2 separate regions of the Mus musculus genome follow, and region 2 is linked to region 1. The links are chromatin contacts, called in public HiChIP or PLAC-seq maps. All regions are on one chromosome and are shown on one strand. Each heading gives the region's core, a stretch centred on a gene start, on an enhancer-like site or on the middle of the called end of the contact. The rest is flanking DNA. Distances are from core to core; before and after follow the strand shown.

Region 1 (7,192 bases), core at 2,240-4,739:
TGAAAACCCAACTAAGACCCCAAGTAAACTGGCTGATCTGAAGCGATGTCTGAGAGGAAATAGGCCACGGAGTGACTCTAACCTCTCAGGAAGGGACTTCTCCTTCCTTGGCTGCAAATGAGAATGACTCGGGGAGTTTAAAAAGGGTCCGTGCCTGAGCCTAAGCCAGATCTCCTAAGATAGTCGGGTAGCTGTTGAGTGTGTTCAGTCACCTTCTTTTGAGATCTCTTGGAGATGTGGGATGGGCACCTCCGGCCTCCCCTGCTCTAGAATGCCCTAAGATGCGCTAGATGGGTCAGAGGCAGACCTCTTCTTCCAGAGCAAAGGCAAGTTCACAGGGATGCCTCCACATCCTGAAAGGATGGCCAAGGTAACCAGGAAGTTGGTGGACAAGGTATCAACTTCAAAAGCAAAGAGTTCAAGTCACTTTCCCTGTGGCTAGAAACCTTTAAGATGTTACAAAGCAAACCTTTATGCTCCAAAGCAGCTTTGAAGTTTAAAATGTAAAGCAAGCGGGGTGTCACCCTACGGAAGGGAACATTTGAAATTCCCAAAGAGCTTGTCAGGATTTCAAAGGAGAAGAATTACAGGTGAAAACTGACTGATGTCTAGAGGCAGCAAGGGCTAACGGGACCACAGTCGCCCCAAACCTCCAGGTCTCTCTGTTTAATGCATAGAAATGAGTTATAGGACTGCAAGGACAGCCTTCTGCCAGACAAGAGAACTGTCCAGAACCACTCCTCTGTAGGGCCAGATGAGACCTAGGAACAGTCTCAGCAAAAAGACCCTTAATGTCTTCTTAGAAAGGTCCATGCTACCTGTCATGTGACACTATTCCCCAGGGAAATGTGAACAAATATGTACTCACCCCAAATAAGGAACCAAAGATTGACCAAAGATCAGATACCACCAGAGATCAACTCAGAGAACCATTGAGTTATACTGCATAAAAGAATATGGCTGAGGGGTTACTTATAGAAGCAGAAATTACTCAGAGACAGCTGCATCACCAGAGCCTACCCAGCATGGGTGACGGCTCATGAATACTATAGTGCACTGCGCAGCCTGCAGGCAGCTCAGCAGGATGAAGAATGTCCTTTCTAGTAGTTAAGTTGGTCTGAGCCTCTTCCAGGCTTCCCTGAGCGTCTCTCTGTTCTAACGGCTTGCGTTTGCTTAGGGACAGAGGGGCCTAGTGAATCTGATCAGTTTTAGGAACTTCCTGAAGCTTACAGGTGTTCACTTCTTAGCTTAATGAGCTTCCGTGTGTTTCACTTCCTTGTAAGCATCCTTTCTCACAGTGAGCTTCCCTCCAGGAGGAAAGGTTTTAATCTTGGAAGAAACTGCCACACAACACCACTTAAATAGAACTGGGTGAGTTAAACTGGGTCCTTTAAGATGCCCTCAAAGTAGCACCATGCTGCACCCATGCAGACACAAGCAATAAACCCTTTCTCTTAGCCAGGCATGGTGGCGCACTCCTTTAATCCCAGCACTCGGGAGGCAGAGGCAGCTGGATTTCTGGGTTCAAGGCCAGCCTGGTCTACAAAGTGAGTTCCAGGATATCCAGGTCTATATAGAGAAAGCCTGACTCGAAAAACCAAAAAACAAAACAAAACAAAACAAAACAAAACAAAACAAAAAAACAAAACCAAAAAAAACTCTCTCTTCTGGTTGAGCATTTCCTTCCTTCCTTCCTTCCTTCCTTCCTTCCTTCCTTCCTTCCTTTACTTTTGGTTTTTATTTCTCTGTGTAGCTGCCTGCCTCTGCCTCCCAAGTGCTGGGATTAAAGGCATGTGCCATCACTGCCTGACTCTTTGTTTTTTAAGATTTTTTAAATTATTATTATATATAAGTATGCTGTAGCTGTCTTCAGACCCACCAGAAGAGGGTGTTAGATCTCATTACGGATGGTTGTGAGCCACCATGTGGTTTCTAGGATTTGAACTCAGGACCTTCAGAAGAGCAGTCAGTGCTCTTAACCGCTGAGCCATCTCTCCAGCCCTGGGTGAGCATTTTGTTTTGTTTTGTTTTGCTTTCTTCCCCTTCTTGGTATAAGATGGTTTCCAGAGTCCTCACTACCTGGTTGTTCTCTCCAATCTGTCAGTGTGCATCTTAAAATCTGACACCCAGAACCAAACACTGGGTATGAAATATCAGATGCACCGGACCTGGCGGGGGAGGGTGTGTGTGTGCTTCTCTGTAATTAGAAAGGACGCCAATCCCAGGCTGGGTCAGTCCTGGGACAATGGCATGCGCTGAGGCAGACTGAGACGGTCTCACTCAAGGATAGGAAAACTATGTGGTCAGAGAAAAACAGCTAAGGGCTAGCACCAATTTGTAGCACCCAGAAATAGTTATGAATGCAGGTTTGCAATTTACTCCTTTAGTTTTCGTTAGGAAATATCATGAAAATGTGTGTGGTCTATTCAGGTATAGTCTCTGGAGGATAAAAAATGAGGAAGGCGACAGGAGGAAGGGAGATGGGGGGGAGGGGGACGGGGAGAGGAAGAAAGGGTGTGGGGAAGGAAGGGAGGGAGGGAGGGATGGAGGAGACTGGCCTTGCTGTGATGTTGGCTGAAAACTCAGAGGTTTCGATGTCAAACTAGAAATGATATAGAATCACTAGCTGGTCCCTAGCCAGAAGCTGGTAGAATATTCTAGAAGGCAGGCAGGGACTAAGAGCAATAGTGGGTGTTGGCTTTGGTCTCCTGATCCCCCTGCCTGGAACACTGGGAAGCAGGCTATGGGCTAAGGCGGTGCCCCCCACAAATGTAAGCGGTGGTTCTCTTAGCTCCCTCACTCCCTTGTTCTTGTCTTGCCCCAGAGAGACAGGGCTCTAAAGAATGCTCTAGAGCAGTGGTTCTCAACCTGTGGGTTGTGACCTTCATGGGGGTTGCCTATCAGATATTTATACTGTGATTTATAATTAGCCAAATTACAAAGTAGCAATGAAATAATTTTATGGTTGGGGGGTCACTACAACATGAGGAACTGTATGCAAGGGTCACAGCATTAGGAAGGCTGAGAACTACTGGCCTAGAGAGTGTCCTGTCTACACGGCATGGTGTCGGACACCTGAAACCCCCAGCACTTGGTAGGTGGAGCCAGAATGATCAGGGAGTTCAAAGCTACAAAGCAAGTTCTGGACCAGCCTGGGCCACATGAGACTCTGCCTTGAAAAAAAAAAAACAAAAACACAACAAAAAGAAACAAAGAAGAGGAGGAGGTTTGGTCTGGACAGAAACAAGACAGGGATTTCCAAGGGTAGTGGGTCTGCTTCAGCTCTGACCTTCAGCCAGAAGTGGCCAGTCAGTGCCAGTCCCACAGCAAGGACAAAAGTGAAGCTTCTGTGCCCTCCACCAGGAGGCAGGCAGCCTCGCAAACCAACGGTGATGTCATCATTTGGCTTGCTCTTCATTTCTGCAGTTTGAAAGCTGAACCTGGCGACTCTCCCTCTACGGTGAGGATGTGCATACCTTTCATTCAACAGACCAGGCTCCAGATGGAAGCTCAGGGGAGGGCCGCAGTCTCTGGAGGCCCGGGGTAGGGACTGGCCCACAGGAGGGCGCCCCTGAGCCCATTAAGCAACAACTACCAAGTCCATCTTTTGTTTGTTTATATTTGATCTCTAACACGTCACCATCTACAATGACTCTATAATACGAGATTTCCTGGTTTTGCGAGTGACTCGTAATCGATCAGGAAGCGTTTGTTCTAATTTCCCTCCAGGATCACTGTCTCCTGGAAATACTCTCCTAAATTTAAAAAGCGCAGACAAGAAAGGTAGGTGAACCGAAGGCAAAAGTGGTGCCGGGGGACGTTGTTTTGGTTTGGTTTGATTGTTTGTTTCTGAGCTACCTGAGTGTGCCGAGGTCATGAAACACTGTCTCAAAATCAGACGGAAGCAGGGTCTGTGGGAGGGCTCAGCCCACAAACGCCACCCTCAAGTCTGATGACCTGAGTTCAACCCCTACCCCCAGAACCCACAGCTAGAAGGCAAGAACCGGTTCCTGCAAGTTGGCCTCTGACCTCTATACACATGACATTCACCAGTTCTTGCCCACAAGCGCACATGCAAAATACAAAGTAGATATAACAGTACAAATTTTAAATCTTGCCTGGTGTGGTGGCGCATGCCTTTAATCCCAGCACTCAGGAGGCAGAAGCAGGCTGGTTTGAGTCCAGCCAGGTCTACAAAGCAAGTCCAGGACAGCTAGGGCTATTCCACAGAGAACCCATGTCTAGAAAAACAAAAACAACAAAAATTAAAATCACACAAACACAACAAAAGAAACCGCCATAGAGGACTTCCATCAAGGGCCAGTCACCTTTTGGAGGGGGAAAATACCACAGCAAGCTCAACCTATTATTTAAATCTGTACCCCTTATGTTGGGACTTGAACCTGTGCCCTTCATAAGCACCTTCCCACCTACCTACAGTCCTAACCTATACCAGGGTTTTAAACATACGAAGCTGGCATCTGGCCCAAGTGGATCCTTCCAATCTCTAATAGCTCCAACACGCGGCCTAAATACTGCCTGCTAAAATCCATATTATCTCAGTAATACCAGGTTCACCTTTGAGAGAAGGAGGCAGGCTTGCAAACAGACTCTGTGAGATGAGCATCGGCCCAGAGGAACAATGGTGTTTGAGGAGGAATTTAAATGTGCTGAGCATGTGGGCCTGTCCAGAGTCACAGGAAGCAAGATGTGTTTGTTCATTCATTCATGCATGTGCTTGTTTAACAAATATTTATTGAGGGCAACTCTGTGTCCACAGTGTCTGTTTGGCTTTCAGGTCCCTCGCTCTGTTGAGGGAGGGACAGCATATTTATTTATATTCTGCAAGGGGCAGGGTAGTCCTGGTTAAGACGGCACATTCCCTCTGAAATTTCATGAGCTCTTAGCAGCCTCCATGTGTACAAATGCAGGCAGGAAACGCATGCATGGGTGTGATTAGATGACCCGAATACAGGCTTGCTCAGTGTTCCCACTCTATATTCAAGTGTCTCCATCTCTCTGTTTTTAAAAAGATTTAATTTATCTTTACTTGTGTGTGTAGCTCACATGTGAGTACAATTGTCTTCAGAAACTAGGAGTGTTTGACCCCCCAGAGCTGAAGTTGCAGGCAGTGTGAGTTCCCAGCGTGGATGCTGGGAGGCAAAAGCTCGTATTTTGCAACAGTAGCAAGTGCTCTTAACCTTGGAGCCGTCTCTGAGCCCTGGACCCATCTCTTGATGCATAGGCTACTCTTTCTCTCTCTCTTTCTTTCTTTCTTTTTGTTTGTTTGTTTGTTTTTGTTTTTGTTTTTTTTTTTTGAGACAGTTTCTCTGTGTAGTCCTGGCTGTCCTGAAACTCACTCTGTAGACCAGGCTGGCCTTGAACTCAGAAATCCTCCTGCCTCTGCCTCCCAAGTGCTGGGATTAAAGGCGTGCACCACCACTGCCCAGCTACTACTCTTTCTCTTTTATCCCAAGAAAGAAGTGTAGAATGCTAACCACTCCATGTGTCCTCAGGTCTTTCCCCTTCTGATTAATTTGAGCCCCTTCTCAACTAACCAACTAACCAACCAACCAACCAACCAACCAACCAACCAACCAACCGACTCCTTCCTTGCCAGCATCTGGACTGTCTTCTCTCTTCCATGCCCCTGACTTTGATAAGCAGACCTAGTTCCCACCCCTCCCCCCTTTCTTACACAAACAACCTTGCTATTCTGTTACTCTTCAAACTACCAAGCTTTTCTATTACCAGGCAGCCCAGGCTTTCTCAGAGACTACTTTGTCTCAGTTCAGTCCATCCCCTCCCTGGAGACTAGAGAGCGGGACCAGACCTGCAAAGGTGACTACTGGCTTTTCAAGAGAGAGCATTTTCCTTCTGGCTGTCATTCTCCTCTTCCTTTAAAGACAGACCCCTCAGTTCCAGCTGTGTAACAGACTGTTTCCCAGGTTCCCTTGTGCTAGTTGCTGCCATCTTTGTCCTTCTGGGGTCATCTCCATAAAAGGAAAGTGGACATTGTCCATGTTTGCTCTCTTTCATCTCCACAGAGACAGGGATGTGAAAGAACACCAGAATCGATCATTTCAGATCTGAGATCGGAGCATCAGACTGCAGCTTGCAGGACAAGACAGAAGGAAGGAATATAAGGGCGGGGTGTGGGGAGCAATAGCTCAACTGATAGAGAGCTTGCCTTACATTCCTAACACCAGTGACTGTTAGATCAGATATGGTAGTTTGTGCCCCTAATCTCAGCATTTGGGAGGTGGAGCCAGGAGAATCGGGATGCAAGGGCATCCTTGGCTTCATAGATTAAGCCAGCCTGAGATGGGTGAGACCCTACATAACAAATCAAATGGATAACTTTTAAAAGATGGAGTATGGAGGGAAAGGGGAGCATGGGCCAGGCATGGTGGTGGACAGGAGTCTGAGGCAGGGGAAGCTCGATGAATTCAATGTGAGCCTGGTTCACGACACAGCAAGTTCTATGCCAACCAGGAATAAATGGTGAGACCCTGACTTTAACAAGATGAAACCTGTCCCCTTTTAAATGTAAAATGTCCCCTACAGACTCATGGGTTTGACTTAGTTCCCAGCTAGTGGTGATGTTTGGGAGGTTTGGGGCCTGGCTTGTGTGATGCTGAAGGTGGGCCTTTGAAGGTATAGCTTCCCTTTGCTGCTGGGCTAGCATTCTGCTTCTCGTTCTGCGCCTTTCGCAAGCCACCACTGTAAGAACCAGCCACTCTATGCTGATCCACTGTAGCCACCACACCTTTCCCACCATGATAGACTGAGCCCTTCATAGCTGAGAGCCAAGATCAGGCTCTCCCACCTGAAGTTGCTTCTACCGGGTATTTTGTCCCAGTGACAAGAAAGGTGGCTAATGAGCCCCTAACAACACTGCCCTGCTCCAAATTGGCTATGCTGTACTGTAGGCTGTGAGGAGACATACTCCTCAGTTATTAGTAGTTGGTTATTACAGTAAATATACCAGTACTCTTGAACAATAGCTCAGATCTTCAGCAATTCCATACCTTGTCCCAGGCCTATCTCTCCCCCATTTCCCTGTATTTCTGTAGCCAACGTTCCCCTTCCTGATGCACATTGATAACACAAGCCTTCCTGGTGGCTTTCCCTTCTTCCTCTCTTCCTTTATCTATAGCCATTCTCTGTTGACCCCTCCTCCACATGCGTG
Region 2 (7,192 bases), core at 2,764-5,263, 660 kb after region 1:
CAGACCAATTAGACCCAGAGATCTCCAGGGTGGGAGCTGCTGTGATTCACCCCTGTGCCCAGGATCTCCACACAATGGCCACTTGATACATGTTTCACCTCATTTCATGTCTCCCAGGAAGGTTCGGTTCATAAACAGGATCTCAAAACAGGATCACAAGATGTATAAAATAATTAGTCCTGGGTAAATGTCTAATGTCTGACTAGAGCCTGTTTGCAAACATCTGGAACACAAACTTTGGAAAATGATTCTAAAACAACACTGAGAGTGGCGGCTCTTAGCAGAGTGGGGTGAAGTGTGTGAACGCTGGGAGAGGGCAGGAATGAGGAGGCCCTGGGGCGCTCTGCACTTGGCTACAATCCTTGGCTACAACGTAGGACTCCGCTTCATCTGAGGAGTGTAGCGCTAACCTGGTTTTGTGAGCACAGACCTCTGTAATCTGGGGATTGTAATGCCAACATGGAAGGGTTATTTGATGTTGGTAAAGATTTATTGAACAGTCCCCGGTTAGGTTGGTTGTACCAAGAGGGAACAAGAGAGGCAGGTGCATTGCTGTCCACAGGCTGCAGCACAGTGGGAAGACAGGATGACATTTGTGTTATAAGTTTACCATAGCAGTGGTGGCACACACCTTTAATCCTAGCACTTGGGAAGCAGAGGCAGGTGGATTTCTGAGTTCAAGGCCAGCCTGGTCTACAAAGTGAGTTCCAGGACAGCCAGGGCTACACAGAGAAACCCTGTCTCGGAAAAAACAACAACATAAAACAAAATTTGCCGTGATATGGAGCACTCCTCAACAGACAGCAGAGCTTTAGCCTCTGCAACATCCCATTCCCCTACCCCATCGGGACTCTAGTGGAGAAAGAACCTGAGGATGCCGAGAACTGTTCAGTGGCCTCTATGTCCCACCACGCTGGAGATTCCCCAGAGAGAAGGATATGGAGCCCCCACCAGGAGTCTCACAGGGAAGACAAGGGAGCGAGTGGCAAGTTAACATATTTCATATACACTTGAGGTGCCAGGCACTGAACCCAGGACGTGTCCGTGCTGGGTAAGCACCCCAGCACTGAGTTACATCCTCAGGTCTTGGTAGGAAGAATTGAAGTGAGGCTTCAAAAGCCTGGGAGGACACATCCCAGATGGCTGCAGAGAGAACGTTTCCTACTCCTCTTCCCCATCACAGAACCCTAGCTGGAGAGTGTATGCTATCAAACGCACACTGCTTAAGAAATGAACGTTCCTACTGAGGGTGTAGGTTTAGTGAAGATGCTGAGGAGAGGCTCAACTGTAGGTTCTTCACCTGGAAAGACCCAGGGAAACCAGCCATCTTCATTTCTTTGCCATTTGGCTGACCCAGCGAGGAGAGCAGGTGTTGCTGACCGTGATACCAGCATGGATCTGGGCAGCATTATCTGATTGGTATACACTACTCACAAACACCTTCCTTAGATCCTCTGAAGCCCCAGAGAAACATGGAGGCAGGATTGCCGATCCCCATCTCCTGAATGAGATGGGGAAGTGAAGTGTAAGATCCCACAGTGACAGCGGGCTGACTGGCTATGGGAGTCTCTGATTTGGCTCAGGACTCTGTCCATCACAGTGTGGGGTGCACTGGGAGATGTCATTGATGCCAAAGGCCCACCTGCTCTGCTGGGCTGCCTCTGACGGATCTCTTTCCAGTCCTCTGTAAACTTTCCGGCAGGAACTTAGACCCCGAGTGAGGTTCCATACCAATGCTTTTGCTAGCTGTGCCTGTGGCTCACATCTACAGAAGATAATTTTCCTCTATTTGAAGCAAACCTAAGTATGGGGGCAGGAGACGGCCGCCACGCTGCTCTCCTACTGTGGTCTCCTCAGGAATGTTTTTGTCTATGGATCTGTATGGGTCCCAAGCCCACAAGGGCAAGGGTTAAGTTGTCTTCTTATTGTCTCCAAATTTAGTACCAACTGTGGCATGTGGTGTTCTGTATCTGTCAAATCACTGACAGCTTTTAGTGGTGGGATTCTAAGTCCGAGGAGGAAAAGATAATGCATACCCCCCCCCACCCCGGGTAACTGGAGTGCTTTTCATTTTCTATAAACTGGACATATGACTTCCTTAGGAATCCCACTGGTCAGTCCAAGCCTGAGATTCAGTCGATGGTGATCTTCTTCCTCTATGCTCATTCAGAGGCTGGCACCTTGGGGGCCTCTGGTCATGAGCTGCCATGCATAACACTTTATCCGCGTCGCATTTGCTCACTAGTCCTGTGCACCGTCGGCAGGTGGCAACCCTTCTGGGGTTTATGTACCATCAGAGTCATCAATCGTGGTGTCAAACACAGTATCTGTTGTAGGACAGGCCAAAGTGGTTGGATCAGATTAACTCGGGCCACTCTATCACTGGTCTAGAATTTGGGTCTCCTGGCTGTCTTGTCTGGTGACCACTGCGGGTAAGTACAGGGACCGGAGGTACTAATCCCAAGTCTCCGATATTTCTGAGTGTCCCCCAAACAGGTGGGCAGTGAGCATGGTGTCAGATGTGAAGCCACAGAGAACTAGGATGTCAGAGAGATGTGGTCATGGAGGAAACGTGGGGTTAGTCACACAGAATGCACGTAGTCTGACTCTGAGAGATGCAGGGATGGATGGAGGGATGGAGGGAGGGGAAGAGAAAGGGGAGGGGGAGGGGGAGAGGGAGAGATAGATTATGCTGGGGTGGGGTGGGGGAGTAGGAGAGAGGCAAGGATGAACAACTGGGGAGCCTGGTTTTATTTGAACAGCAGAGGGCAGCAGGTAGCAAGGTTTCCTGAAGCCACAAGACAAGAATCGCCACTGCACCTTAGTTCCTGCCTTCTGGATTTTTCTTCAAAATGGGACAACAGCGAGTTCAGGGGAAATGTTACAGGTAAAATCCACCAGTGTTGAATAACAAACTGAGTTTGAAGAGAGCTTGAGTATCCCCCTCAGTTAATGCCTAAGAGTCTGACTTAGAGAAAGAAGGTGAAATTCTGTCTGGAAAACAGTTGTCAGCTGGGGATGACCTGACCTTGTTTTTTTCTGAGTCCCTCATCATCCAATCACAAAACACAGTTCCACACGGCACACAAAGGATGCTAATGGTGTAAAGATGGCAGAAACAAGCTCAAACCGAACGCCCTCAACCGTCTCAGAGCTACAAATCTGAGTGCAGGGAAGGAAAGGGATGCTAGATAACATTTAGTTAGAAAACGAGCAGAGAGTAAAAAGAGATTTTCCAGGTTGAGGATCTAGCACAGTGGTAGAACACTTGCCTGGCATGTGTGGTTCAATCCCCAGCATAAAATAAAACTCCCTAAACACTACTTCTGCATGTGGTCCTGGGGCTGGGTGTGATTTCTTATTTGAAGGTTTAGCTATTCATTATTTCAATCTGACTAGATCAGTTTTCCAGTTATTTATTTATTCATTTATGTATTTAGAGATAGGGTTTCTCTGTATAGCCCTGGTCATCCCAGAACTCACTCTTGTAGACCAGACTGTCCTCAAACTCACAGAGATCCACCTGCTTCTGTCTCCTGAGTGCTGGGATTAAAGGCATTCACCTTGGCCTAGCTTCAAATAATTAAAAAAAAAATTAAGTGTGTGTGTGTGTGTGTGTGTGTGTGTGTGTGTGTGATATACATGTGAATGCATGTGTCCAAGAAGGCCAGGGGCATTAGATTCCCTGGAGCTGGAAGCTGTGAGCTGCCTAACATGGCCTCAAACTTCAGTACCCAACTCTCCAGCTCCCTCCAAACCTTTCCTTTTTTAAAATTATCTTTGTAGTTGGAGAACCTGGTCTGTCTATGTGCTGCCGATTCCTTGATTTTCCTGAGATTTGCTTTGTGAATCACTGAGGAATGTACACTGAACTTTGTAGGTAAACTTTGATAGTATTTGGATGTTTGTGTATACAGGGAAGTGGGAATGGTGGCTTTGTCTCTTCTAGTGCTGCACTCTTAGGGAAACTCCCAGGTCAGTGGAACTTGCAAACTTGTAAGTGTGCAATATAAGGAAATGGGTCAGACCTTCCGACTAGGGTGAGGCGCCTCAGGACACACATGACTAAGAGCTCAACATGGATGCGAGCCCAGGAAACCAATCGAGACTTTTCCAACTCGTGTCAAATAGACTTACTCTCGTGGCTGCAACAGCTGAGCTCCTGAGTCACTGGGACAGGGTGTGCCTAAAGACCTGCGATTACCGGAGCAGTCAGGGGATTATAAAAGCTGTTGAAGAAGAAATTCTCCTCTTACAAGCAGATGTGCAACAAGGAAGGGCCTGAGCCTCTGCATTCAGACTTTCTGCAGGACATAGGTCGAGCTGAGGACATCAGTCAAAAGCAAGACCTGCTTTTTCATTGGCTGTGTGACCTTGACCTCATTGCCTTTGCTTTTTCTAGGAGGTTGATTTTTTTTTTATTTGTTTCTTGTTTTGTTTTGTTTTTGAGACAGGGGTTTCTCCGTGTAACAGCCCTGGCTGTCCTAAAAACTCCATTTAGACCAGGCTGGCCTCAAACTTACAGAGACCCATGTGCCTCTGCCTCCCAAGTGCTGGGACTAAAGGTGTGTGCCACCACTGCCTGGCTGAGAGGTGTTAATGTTTATGGTCAACTTGGATTGACACATGCCTAGGAGATTTGTAAAGCACAGCTCTAGCTGTGTCTATGAGGGCATTTCCAGAGATGATCAATTAGGATGGGGGAACAAAGGGCTCTGAATGTGGTGGCACCATCCCATAACCTGAGTGAAGGCTACTGCCCTGTAGTGTGAACACTCCATTTCTGTTTCCCAGACATCATGAGGGATCAGCCTCCTCTACCACACACTCCTGCCACCACAAGCTTCAGCCTTCTCTTCATCCCAGAGCATCAGGGATGAAGGAACAACTACAGAAACCCAGAGGCCGTGAGGCAAAGCCACTCCTCCTTTACAGTAGCTTTTCTTGGGGACTTGGTCAGTGACAAGACTAACACAGGTGAGCAACCGTGTCCTCCCTGATGGCCAGGGCACAGGATGGAGGGCCATCTTGTTTCAGCGAAGGTCCCTTGGGTAGTAGGACATCCATCTGCCCTTATAGGGAATCAGAACAGATCTGGGCAGGAAGAGAGTGTGTGGTTGCCAAACGCATCAGATACGTTACAAAGCAAATGTTTTGTCAAAATGACCGGAATGTGATGCTTCGCTTTCTTTTCCTTTAAAGAGTCCTTTTCATGGATTCTGTTATTAAAATACAAAAACAGGCTTCAGTGCAAACATACTGGCAATGCCAGGAGGTCAGTTGCCCGACTCGGGTATCGAAGTTTCGTCTGTGTGGCCAGGTCATTTTGAAGCCCTGTATCTGGGCTGGGGATACCAGAGTATCAAAGGTGGGATGACAGGCTGGCTCTTCAAGGATGGGATATCTAGGGCCTGAAATTGTGTGTTGGGAAGAAATTAGGTACCAGCTCAGGACACTCACCGTTCCTAGAACCGAGAGTGGTCATTTCAGTCGCCATCCCTACCCCCACTCAACAGCAGAAAGCACCTCTTCCAGTTTCTTCTGTCGTGGTCTCAATGCTGACATGGTTCAGAGCCAAGTTCCCGACATACATTACCTCTTAGATTTACATGGTGTTCAAAGGGCTATGTGTCAGTGTCTGAAGGCCTGCACACTAGGGACTGTGTAAGCTGCCTGCAGAGAAACCCAGAGCTCAAGAAAGTTAACTGGCCCAAGGTCACACAGCTTCCTCGATCTGGAGTCCAGGTTTCCTGACTCCGGGTCAGATCCACTGGCTTGCTTTGTGTGGCTTCAGTTTGCATCATATTTCAGCCTTGAGAAGGCAAGACTGGTGCAAAGGAGAGTCCCATGGGTTGAGCTGGACAGAACAATACATCCATACAGGGCGACTGGCAGAGGAAGGTCGGCCTTCTCAATTCCCAGAAACTGTGTTTTAGATTAAAACCAAACCTAGAAAGGCTGTGATCTAAGTTGCCACAAGATGATGTGAGAGGGGGGAAAATGGCCAGAAGAACTGAGCAACTGTTTCCCTTTCTTCTCTTCTTCTTTCATCAGTATGTATGTGTATATGTGGTCATGAGCATGTGCTGTGTGCCTGTGTGTGTGTGGAGACCAGAGGTCAGCTCTGAGAGTCTTCCTTGACTATTCTCTGACTCATTTCTGACACAGGGTCTCTCATTGAACTGTGAGCCCACTGATTCAGCTGCCCTGGCCAGCCAGCCAACCTAGGGATCTTGTCTGTCACCTCAGCTTTGGGATTATTGTTGGGATGGATGCCACCACGTCCAACTTTTTACACGGACGCTGGCGATCAAAACGCAGACCCTGGTGCTTTCAGGGCAATCATTTCACTGACTAGACTGAAGGTTGCAGCTTTAAAAATTGTTCTGTGTGCATGTGTTTGCCTGTATACGTGTGTGCATGTGCCAATGCATGCCTGGTGCCCACAGAGGCCAGACGAGGGCATCTGATCCCCTGGAACTGGGGTTTGAATGGTTGTGAGCCACTCTGTAGGTGTTGGGAACCAAACCCAGGTCTTCTGGATGAGCAACAAGTTGTTCTTAACCACTGAGCCATCTCTCCAGCCCTGAGTTACAAATTTTTTGTACTTCAACTCCCTGTCCGAAAAGGTAAAAGAGCCGGGGAGATGGGAACACACAGAAACGAAGGTGCTGATGCCCGCCAATTCCGGGAAGTCTTTCCTGTCGCTGAACTCTGTTCTTCCAACAGGCAGGATGCTTATTTAGGTTATGTCCACTGTAAAGTGGCATGAGAAATCCATAAAAGCAGCTGTTAAAATGCTACTCCTACCCTGATTAGTAAAATCTCCCCAATAGCCTCTTCTTTTCAAGGGTCTAGCCTTGCCACCTTCCAGAGCCCTTCTCCACAATGCAGTCCTCATTAGCTCCCTAAGCCACATCGCTGGCATCTGAAAGAGGGCAAAGCCTGCAGGGGTTGGGAAGTCTTTCTCACTCCGACGGATTGGCCACTGCCAAGAGGGCTACGGAGCTTTATTAAAGACGTTAAAATGCATGTAGTTAATTAGGTTCAACTGAAGAGCTGGGCTGAGAATTCTGATCCTCAGAGATAAAGACCCAAGTCTGGCAGCTGGTTCAGAGTTTCAGCCTCAATGAGTGACGCAGGCAGGTGGAAATGTGGGGCTCAGGAGCTGTGAAAACCCAGGAATGGCCTC

Evidence for each region. HiChIP or PLAC-seq counts read pairs in DNA pulled down with a chosen protein or histone mark.
Region 2: a contact with region 1 is called in a FOXA1 HiChIP or PLAC-seq map of pancreatic cancer cells. The contact joins two enhancer-like sites. A contact is called at or near these places in 1 of 15 datasets of contacts at CTCF or cohesin (large pre-B cells) and 1 of 115 datasets of contacts at active chromatin or transcription factors (pancreatic cancer cells).

What each region holds. Positions count from the first base shown.
Region 1 is chr16:33,333,937-33,341,128 of GRCm38.p6, forward strand. No RefSeq gene overlaps it. Among named protein-coding and RNA genes, the nearest start is that of 1700007L15Rik, 43 kb to the right of the region's middle. Within about 2 kb of position 3,490, at least 90 of the 459 cell types and tissues checked have an H3K27ac peak or open chromatin away from gene starts, as enhancers often do. A contact at or near this core is called in pancreatic cancer cells, where this site is marked.
Region 2 is chr16:33,996,813-34,004,004 of GRCm38.p6, forward strand. The region is part of intron 51 of Kalrn (kalirin, RhoGEF kinase); the gene reads right to left. Among named protein-coding and RNA genes, the nearest start is that of Umps, 33 kb to the left of the region's middle. Within about 2 kb of position 4,014, at least 46 of the 459 cell types and tissues checked have an H3K27ac peak or open chromatin away from gene starts, as enhancers often do. A contact at or near this core is called in pancreatic cancer cells, where this site is marked.